2 separate regions of the Mus musculus genome follow, and region 1 is linked to region 2. The links are chromatin contacts, called in public targeted proximity ligation maps. All regions are on one chromosome and are shown on one strand. The core of a region is the stretch at or near the end of the contact, and the rest is flanking DNA. Distances in the headings are between cores, read along the strand shown. Region 1 holds the start of Dagla (diacylglycerol lipase, alpha). Region 2 overlaps Dagla (diacylglycerol lipase, alpha).

Region 1 (4,597 bases), core at 261-2,760, 38 kb after region 2:
CAGCCAAAGACTGGAATTCAAGTTATCTGGCTCTAAAGACAGTGGACAACATGTCAGCTTTAGGGAACTTAACTCAGTTCCCTCAAAGGAGGGAGGCTTCTCCAAGCACCCATGTTGGCAAAGAAACACCCTTCTCATGCAAAGCTCAGCTCTTTGCTTCTACTTCTGTGCCTTCCCCCCCAAGAAACCCATAACACCCTGAAGTCTTCAACGTCTCTAGGGGTCTGCCCACTGATGCTCTGTGAAGTGGGACATCATGTGGCAATGAGAGGAGGAAGGAGATGGGGGCTGGGAGGGGGGAGAGATAGAGGGAGGGAGGGAAGGAAAGAGATAGAGAGATGGGGGACCTTCTCCAAAGCTTCTCAGAAGACTAGTTAGGATATATGCAATCTCCAAACACTCCCAGTAGCCACAGAACCATCTTCCACGCAGCCCAAAAGATACAATTCCCAGAAACCCAGTAGCACCGCCATCAACCAAGTGAAAGGAAGGGCCCAGGGACGACGTAGCCTGGGCTACTTCTCTATACCCTTCTGAGTCTCCTATAATCAGAAACAAGGACCACCAGTGAGAACCACCTATTCCTCCCATCTTCCTCCAAATGGGGGAGGACTCATGAGCCAGGTAAAGGTTCATAACTGAGCAGAGCTCTACCTGGGACAGCAACCAAGAACCTCATGGTAGACACATGGTGTCTCTTATTCTCATCCATCATAAAAAACACCAACCTTCTTCCAGCCTTCTGCCCCAAGGCCAGCACACCAACAGGCATTAATGCTGAGCCCCATGACAGAGACGTCGCCCCTACTGATCTCCCTGTAAGGGTGGGTATTTACCCTCTTATTTACCAGGGTCTGAGGGCCACCTGTCTTCCCTCACAGTATTAGTCATTCCAGGGCACTGCGCTAAGCCAAGGCCATTTCTCACAGCAGGGCCGGAGCCACTAGTCATGCCCAGGACATTGATTCTTTAAGCCCCCAGGACCATCACTCCAAACCATGTCAAGCCCAAGGCCAGAACCATGCCAACCAACATCCAAGCAATGGCAGCACTTTCTCACACCCATGCCCACCGCACCATCACGGCCCAGCATCAGCTGGCCACCCACCAGCACCAGCTGCGTGCATCGCCCTCCTGTACAGAGGGTGCACCCTCCTCACACCTGGGCGGCCACCGCTACACCAAGGCGGGGGTGAGTCTTCTGACACCCTCGCCAGGAAAAATCACGCTGCCCGTGCTGTATCCACGTTGCCCACGCCCGTGCCATGCGTGTCACCATCCCCACGCCGGTGGCCCGGGGCTCCGCGGACCTCACACCTGCCACGAGCGCGCGTGGCAGCCGCACCTCCGCCCGCGGACCTGTCGGACCGGCCACCGCGCGCAGTGGACATTGCCCAGCCCGCCACGCCGCTCGCAGAGCTCCTGCGCCCGGGACTCGGCCCGGGCCCCCTTACCTCCGGCCCGCCGCAGGGCTCGGCCCGCCGCGGCCACTGCGACCGCCACCTCCATCCTGGGCTCCCCAAGGCCCCTATTCACTAACGTTGCTTCCGCAGGGCGCCGGCGCCGGCGCGAAGGCCGCCTCCGCCCCCCGGGGGACGCTGCGTCCTTTACGTAAACCCCACTCCGCCGCCAGCGGTGACCATGGCGACGGCCGTGGGGCGGCAGCGCCCCCTAGCGCCAGGGAGGGGAGAGGCGCGCAGGCCCGAGGTGGTGGAGCCCTGGATCCCCGCGCGTGGGGGCGGTGGGCGCGGGGCTGAGGCCTCCACGGGGGTTCCGTGGGCAGACGAAAGGGGTTGGACCGTGGGCACTGAACAGGGGCACGGTAGCTGCTTGGGTTCCCCTCCTTCAGGTCCCGCGTGACAGGGTTTAGCGTGGGAGATGAAAAATAGCAAGTAGGATCACCGGAGAACTGGTTTGTTTGGGGGAGGAAAGGAGAGAGATGGGTTCCACCTCCTTCAGGGGACCTAGCAGCGTCTTGAGGAGTTGGGACACATCTTTATCTATGTCCTCCTCTTCCCCCCTACTCTCACCCTCCTCAACACCCAGCATAGTGCCTGACAGCAAAAGGGGAGTTTGATCAATTTTGATTTTCTGATAAATGAAGAAAATCGCCCCTCCTGTTCTCCTTCACACACGCCCATCCATTCATGCGCAAGTCGCTCAACTCGCCTTCCTGAAAGCTGCTTTTTGGCAGGGACACAGCTATGCTGGTGTTCTGGGTTGAGTCTGGGGAGTGGGTGGGAGCAGGCTTGCCCTTAGAGATATCAGGTCACATGGGGGCTAAGCTAAGAGCTGCAGCTGCACAGGGGGTCATAGGTAAGATTGGATCTAGCGGTCATGATGATGCAATCAGTTAAGTCTCCAAAGTCGAGCAGAAAGATATGAGAGGTCGAAAGGAAAGTAACGCAGAAAGCAAGCGTGTGAAATGTTTCCTGGGCTCAGACGTCATTCTGAGAATGACGTCAGGATGATTGACTTGTTCTGTAGGCCTGGAGGACATAGGTGGACATCTGACTGAAAGTGAAACCCTGCATCCGGGACAGACTTCTCCTCGTTGCAGAGTTCAGCCCCTCGCCAGGCAATTCGGTAGCATCTACGGTTATTGCAAAGATAAGCTCTGGCTTAGGTAAAGAAAATGGATTTGGGGAACAAATATGAGCACTTCAAGAATTCCTGGAGAGGAGCTCCCGATGTCTCAGGAAGTTCAGAAATCTGGGGAGGCCTGGGTTCAGGGACGTTATCTCTAGATTGTCATGGTCCATTCAAACCACACAGTTGGAGATAATATCTCTTGCTTCAAAGTCCCAGACACCTGGAAGAAAGAATTATATTGGTCCTGTGAACCATGGTAGATCAACTGATGCCAGGCAGAAAGGACTCTGCAAAATCAGCTCTTTTCCTTACTCACCAAAGTTCCTAATGGAGAAAGCATGCCCACGTGGCCATCCCTAAATAGTCTACTACAGTCTACCCCTTAGCTGTCCGGCACATAGAAAACTACACAAGTTCCACACACACACACACACACACACACACACTCGCACACACACTCACACACACACACACACCATCATCATCACCACCATCACCATCATCATCATCCCCATGTATCCAATCCTCGACAAACCAGTTCTGACCAGTTCTATAATGTGGGAGGCTAATACTACTGGGATTCTCAAGGTGATGTCCTGTTCTTGGTCAGCTGCATCAGTGAGCCCCATGTAGGGCATCCCACACCAGGATTATTCACTGCTACTAACATAATCTCTGAACTCTTTCAGCTAGGTATGTGACACGGACAAGGACATGCCGTAGGGAAGCTTACTAGAAATTCCGAGCCTCAGACCCAAGATCTTAGCTTGATTACAAAACCCTCAGGGGATCTCTGTGCATGTGAAAGTTTGGGAAATTGTCATTGTGAAACTAGGGGAAAGGGGAAAGGGAAAGGTAAGAAAAAGCGATTTCAATCTTGATCATTCCCATCAGACACTAAACATCTAATGCTCTATTTTGAGCATACATGAGATCCCGGGTGCAATCACCAACCCCCAAACAGACAAAAGGAATTAGTTAATTATTTAGAATTCAGCAATGTGACTGAGGAACAAGGAAGCACAGGTAGAGGCTGCAGGCATTATTTTTGCAGCTGCTTTTGAACTCCTGGAAGGAGTCCATGACTTCCTACCTCTGACTCCTTAGTCCTCTTTGCCTTCTGGCCATGTCTCATTTGGCTAGCAGGCTGACCTAAGTCTTAATCCTTCAAGGCCTTCAGTGGCAGTGCATAGGGTCTCTGGAGTCTGTCTGTCTCATTCTGTGTGTGTGTGTGTTTGTGTTACTGTCTACCTTATCTATCTTATTCTTTGAGACACTGTCTCTCACTGGACCAGGACTCTCTAACTCACTGACTGGCTGGACTGGCTGGCTAGTGAGCACTAGGAATCCTCCTGTCTCTGTCTCCCTGGCGCCGGGCCATTTCCAGACAGAGCCTCTCTATTTAGGCTTGCCTGTCCTGGAAACTCACTATGTAGACCAAGTTGGCATCAAAGTCACAAAGATCTTCCTGCCTCTGCTTCTCCATGGGCCACCATGCCCGGCTTCTGTCTGGATTTTACATGAATCCTGGGGATCTAAGCTCAAGTCCGCATGTTTGCTAAGCATGTTGCCAAAGGAGCCATCTGCCCAGCCCTTCTACTCCTACTTCTGATACCCTTGGCAAGGAACAGCCACAAAGGGTGGCTGGCTCTGAACACACACACTCTGGGGTCTGTCTGTCCTGGTGTGGTCCCAAGGCCATGTTTGGCTTTTCTTCAGAGTACCTTCCCGCCTGGTTCAGCTTGGCGTCACTGGAGACAGTCAGCAGGGCTGTGAACGGAGGATGAGGGGGAAATGAGGCAACAGAACCAATGGCAAGATATAGACTGGTCCTGGTCCAGCTGCCTAGCTGTGCTCCCTAAGCTCCATGCCAAATCTTCATTCCGGCCTCAGTTTCCCTCTGGGTCCCAGTGGGGATAATAGCATGGCTCCTCCTCCCAGGGGGCTGTGTGGATTAACTAATTAATGAGTGTGACATCGCCTGTTTCCACAAAGGGGCTGATTA
Region 2 (5,195 bases), core at 1,770-4,269:
CCTTCCTTCCTTCCTTAGGTACTCGCTCTAAGGTCCCTGGGGGCTACTGTTAGGGAAGGGCCACTCCAGGCTTCCCCAGGGTGTCTGAGGTGGGCGCTTCACTGTCTTCTGACTTCTCAAGCTCTGCTACTGCCTAGCTGTGGGATACTGAGCAAATCAGTCCATCTTTCTGGGTCTCAGCTGACTGATCTGCAAAATGAGGGGTAGGGCTGGATGGCTGCTAACCTGCCTACCCAACTCTGAGGGGTTCTATCTCCCTTCCTGCTCAGAGCCACCTTCTGCAGAGCTTGCTCCTCAACACTATTGGTCTATCCACATCTCCGACCTCAGAGATGTGTGCCATCCAGCCCCAGGCTAAGCACTCAACAGCACCCTAGACCTTCCAGATCCATCCACTGCTGACCACATGGTACTTTTAAATTAAACCATGTTCCAAGGGTACCAAATCAGTCATCAAGGCTTTCTGTTTCCGCAGTGAAACAGGTGAATGTCTGCTTTGCAGGGTCGGGCAGTTTTTCAGCGAAAAGGCCCACAAGCAGGCTGTTACTCTGCTCACAATGTCCCACTTCCTACCAGCCCCACCCACCTAGCATTACCAGAGGAGTGAAAGGCACTTCCATGGCAGAGAGAAGACCCGAGGCAAGCAACTATGGGTACTTACTGACTGGGAATCCTTTGTCCGGGTGCAACAGAGGAACACTTTTAGACGGCGGGACCAGCTGGTGGCCTGACCCTCCTCTAACCGGTGCCTGTGAAGGTAAACAGCTGCATGTGTCAGGTCACGGGGCTGGATTAGAGGAGCTGGCCAGATGTTATAGAAATAGGATGGCCTGTTCCCAGGATACAACAAGGAGCCAGTGGGCCTGGGGAGGCTAGGCAGCAGGCTACCTACAGCTGCATGGCCAGTGACCTAGCTGTCAGCCAGCCAGGGTGTTGCTAGCCAACCTGGTGAGCTCTAGAGGCCCTCACACTCCCCAGCTGCTGTCTGGGTAGGGCAGGTATACTGCCTGCATGGTTTCCCTCTGTTCCTTCTGCTGTCCCTCCTCAGGTCAGGTGGGGAGTTAGGCGGCTCAGGAGTCAGTGAGCAGAGAGAACGAGAAGCTACCTTCCCAAGACGGGATCCACATCCCGGGCACCTAGGAAGCTGGTACATTTTGAGCACAAAGATAACTCTGATATCACGGGTCTTGGCTCATTCCTTTAAGCCCAGCACTTGGGAGGGAGTGGCAGGCAGATGGATCTCTGAATTCGAGGTTAGTCTGGTCTACAGAGCAAATTCCAGGATAGTCAAGGCTCAAAAAAAAAAAAAAAAAAAAAAAAGGAAAGAAAGAAAAAAGGAAAAAGAAAGGAAGAAGAAAGAAAGAATGAAAGGAGAGAGAGAGAAAGAGAGAGAGGAGGAGAAGAAAAAGAAGGAGGAGGAGGAGGAGGAAGAGGAGGAAGAGGAAAAGGAAGAGAAGGAGGAGGAGGAGGAGGAAGAGAAGGAGGAGGAGGGAAGGAAGGAAGGAAGGAAGGAAGGAAGGAAGGAAGGAAGAAAAAAAGAGACAATAGTCCTGACACTAAACACAGAATCTCAAAACAGCCAGAAGAGGCTGTGACTGGGTTTTTTTTTTTTTTTAAAGATTTATTTATTTATTATATGTAAGTACACTGTAGCTGTCTTCAGACACTCCAGAAGAGGGCATCAGATCTCATTACGGGTGGTTGTGAGCCACCATGTGGTTGCTGGGATTTGAACTTCGGACCTTCGGAAGAGCAGTCGGGTGCTCTTACCCACTGAGCCATCTCACCAGCCCTGTGACTGGGTTTTTTGTGAGCAATGTTCTGTCCCCTTAAAAGCCTGTCATCGAGTCAGGGGCAAAAGGCAAGGTAGCACTCCGATGCATTCAAGTCACTTAAGTCATCAGGAATGACAGACTGGCTCTCGGTGTGCCTCTTGGCTCTTATGTGCAGCCAAGAACTGCTCTCCATTCCTTTAACCCTGGTTACATAGGCAGCCGACCAAAAAGGAGGCACCGGGAGGGGCTAGGGATGATGTAAGAGACCAGCTGTCCCAGGGACCTGCAGTCCCTAGAAAATGGAACAGCTTTGCATCATATACCACTGTCCACCGCCCAGGGACTTGATGAAGAGGGAGTGAAGCTCGGTTCTCAGGGCATCACATACATTTTGCTTTCTGATCCAACAGGGCCTTCAAATGCAGAATGAGACATTTCCTCCCTAGCCTCTGGCCAGATGGAAATGCTCACGCCACTTCGAACCGCTCATGAACGCCAGGGGGCAGATGAGCGTAGGGTTGTGTGAGAAGCTGACAGGTTGGTCAACTGCAACCACCCTTAAGGCCACGCCAGAGAGACACATACCAAGTCTGGACAGGAAGTTCATGGACCCCGACAGCCCTGCCTGTTGGGAGGCTCACTGTGTAAAAGGGGGCAGACATTCCTTCCCACAAAAACCCAAGGTCAAGCCTCCTGGGAAAGAGCGGGGAATAACAGCCTCCCCCAGTCCTCCACCAGATTTCACTGGAAAGAGAAAGGACCAAAACTTAGACACACTCCCGGCTTTCAGAAACCAAAATAACAACCATGTGGCAGCAGGGGTGTGCATGTCCCTGCCCTTGGGAGTTGACTGCTTGAAAAATGTCCCTGTTAGGAAAAAAATGTTAGTTTTAGAGCCAGCAAAGGGCAGGTAGTCGGCCTGACAAAGCCCCGCAGCCGGAATGTGCTCTCCAGCCTCGCGGGAGACCTGGAGAAACCACTACAGGTCAAGGGCCTGCAAGCTATGGCCTCCCGACAGGGCCAGGAAACCACAGGGGGCCTCCTAATTAAAATGACAGTGAGCACCAGCCCCTGCAGTAATGGCTCCTACCGCCTGGAGCCCCAAAGGCAATCACCCGGAGTCAGGAAGGGAAGGACGTTTTCTCCTGGGCCCTGGAGCCCAGAAACAGGTCGGGTGCGGCTCGGGCTCAGCAGGCAAAGTGGGACGGGGCGGTGGCCAGCTCCACTGAAGGAAGGGAGTACGGGCTGTGGAGCCCTGGCTCCAAGGCCTGACATTTCGCCTGGGAGGTGGCCAGACCAGGCATGGGTGTGGTGCTGGAGGCGGTGACAAGTTGGTGGGCTGACATGGAAGGTCTGAGGCATGAGTTGGGGTGGGGTAAGGCCTGCTGGGCAGGGGTCTTGGCAACCTGCTTCCCTGGGCTGGACATGGATGCCATTCCACACCCTGCCACTGTGGCTTGGGGCAGGGACTCAGATCTGTAGAAGGGGGTCTCACAGCTGCTCTGGGGTAGCAAAAGGACTGATTAACCACAAAGGGCTAAGCATGGGGCCTGCCTTCCAGGAGAAGCCCGATTGTGGGGGCTATGGTGACTCATCCTGGGAGCCCTTGCTTTCAATAAAAGTCACTATGGCCATGTTGGATATTCTCTTCTCTCTTTTAAACACCAAGCAAAATCTCCTCCAGGAAGTCTTCCTTGATTGACTTCTTACAGCCTCTGAGACCTAGAGGCAGCCTCACCTAACAGTTGGGTTTTTTTTGTTTTGTTTTGTTTTTTTGTTTTTTGTTTTTTGAGACATGGTTTCTCTGTTTAGCCCTGGCTGTCCTGGAACTCACTTTACCAGGCTGGCCTCGAACTCAGAAATCCGCCTGCCTCTGCCTCCAGAGTGCTGAGATTAAAGGCATGTGCCACCACGAATGGCGCTCTAACAGTTGTTAAGGGTTCCAAAGTGAGGCTGAGAGCTGGTCCTGGCTTTACCCTGTAACCAGGCAACCACTTGAACTCTGGACCTTGGTTTCTCCACCCCTATTACAGGGAGGATCCGGCTTGTGACTCACTCGGAACAAAGCTTGTGTCTTCTGCCATTACTGTAACTGAGTGCGTGTCCGGCTGCTGCCGCTGAGTGGCTCTCCATTAACTCAGCCGTTGCCCACAGTGTTAACCACTTGGTATATATTATCTCACTTAAACCTCACAACAACATCCTGAGCCAGCAACTGCTATTCTTACCTTTTTTCAGGTCTTATTTTTTAATTTTTATGTTTGCCTTGTGCCCACATGAATAAAAACTAAAAAAGAAAAAGATACAACTCTCACTTTTAACACTGGCAAATTGGGTGAATGAATTTCATCCCCTTGACAGGCAATGCTGTCACAGGCATGCTTTTGTTTTAATTATTTCTTTTATTTTTTAGAGAACATAATATGATTACGTCATTTTCTCTTCTCTCCCCTCTCCCCAAGCCCGGCCAGACTCCTCTCCTTGAGGCTCTTCTCTTTCCCCTTGCTCCTTTCCTGAATTGTTACTATGTATGCTTACATTATTGCGTTTTATACACACCCATGCACATTCTTGGATATCTAAAATAAAAATAATAATAAAAACAAGCCCGGCGTGGTAGCACACGCCTTTAATCCCAGCACTCGGGAGGCAGAGGCAGGCAGATTTCTGAGTTCGAGGCCAGCCTGGTCTACAAAGTGAGTACCAGGACAGCCAAGGGCTACACAGAGAAACCCTGTCTCGAAAAAACAAAACAAAACAAAACAGAAAAACAGAATCTCATTGAGTAGCTCTGGCTGGCCTCGAACTTGCTGTGTACACTAGGGCGGCCTTGAACTGGTCTGAAAGCCTCTGTCTGCCTCACTAGTAGCGAGTGCTGGGATGGAAGGCGTAGGCCACCACACCCAGCCTACTCTTACCCTTTCAAGAGCAGAAGGGGCAGTGAGGCTGTGCGGTGTGGGAGGGGACAGGACCCACCTCTGCCCACCAGTCTTCAAAGCTTACTAGGACGCCGCCCTCCTGCCCCCACCCCCACCCCTGCCCGCCAGCCCGCCCAGTCGACTAACCGCAGGTTGTAAGTCCGCAGATTGCGCTGCCTCCTCTTGGTGGCTCTCAGCTTGACGAAGGTGCGGCCCGTGGGGTCAAAGACGCAGAGGACAGTGATGCAGACGCTGAGAATGACCACCCAGTTGCAGACGACCATTCCTGTGGCGGCAGCAACGGAAAGAAAAAACTGGTGTTGGGTTCACCTTCCTGGGTCGTGAGCAATGAACAAAGGGTACTGTGGCCTCTATGTTCCCAGCTGTTTCTTAGGTTCAAGAGCAAGGCTCAGAAGCCGTGGTCTTCAAGGCCCACACATGGCACAGAGCAGACTTTTGAGAAGGTGACGAACAGCCCTAGTGCTGCCTGGACAGTTCTGTG

What was found.
Region 1: a contact with region 2 is called in a targeted proximity ligation map of pancreatic cancer cells. A contact is called at or near these places in 24 of 39 promoter capture datasets (the 3T3-L1 cell line, 3T3-L1-derived adipocytes, the C10 cell line and 15 more), 213 of 484 Hi-C or Micro-C datasets (the 3T3-L1 cell line, 3T3-L1-derived adipocytes, the 63-12 cell line and 111 more), 46 of 130 datasets of targeted methods (the 230-238 cell line, CD8 T cells, the NIH/3T3 cell line and 28 more) and 6 of 9 other capture datasets (adipose tissue, embryonic stem cells, embryonic tail and 3 more).

Annotation. Positions count from the first base shown.
Region 1 is chr19:10,303,367-10,307,963 of GRCm38.p6, forward strand. It overlaps Dagla (diacylglycerol lipase, alpha), which reads right to left and starts at 1,511. Exons shown (of 20, transcript NM_198114.2): 1 at 1,455-1,511.
Region 2 is chr19:10,264,347-10,269,541 of GRCm38.p6, forward strand. It overlaps Dagla (diacylglycerol lipase, alpha), which reads right to left. Exons shown (of 20, transcript NM_198114.2): 5 at 4,841-4,979; 6 at 662-749. Among named protein-coding and RNA genes, the nearest start is that of Gm30042, 23 kb to the right of the region's middle.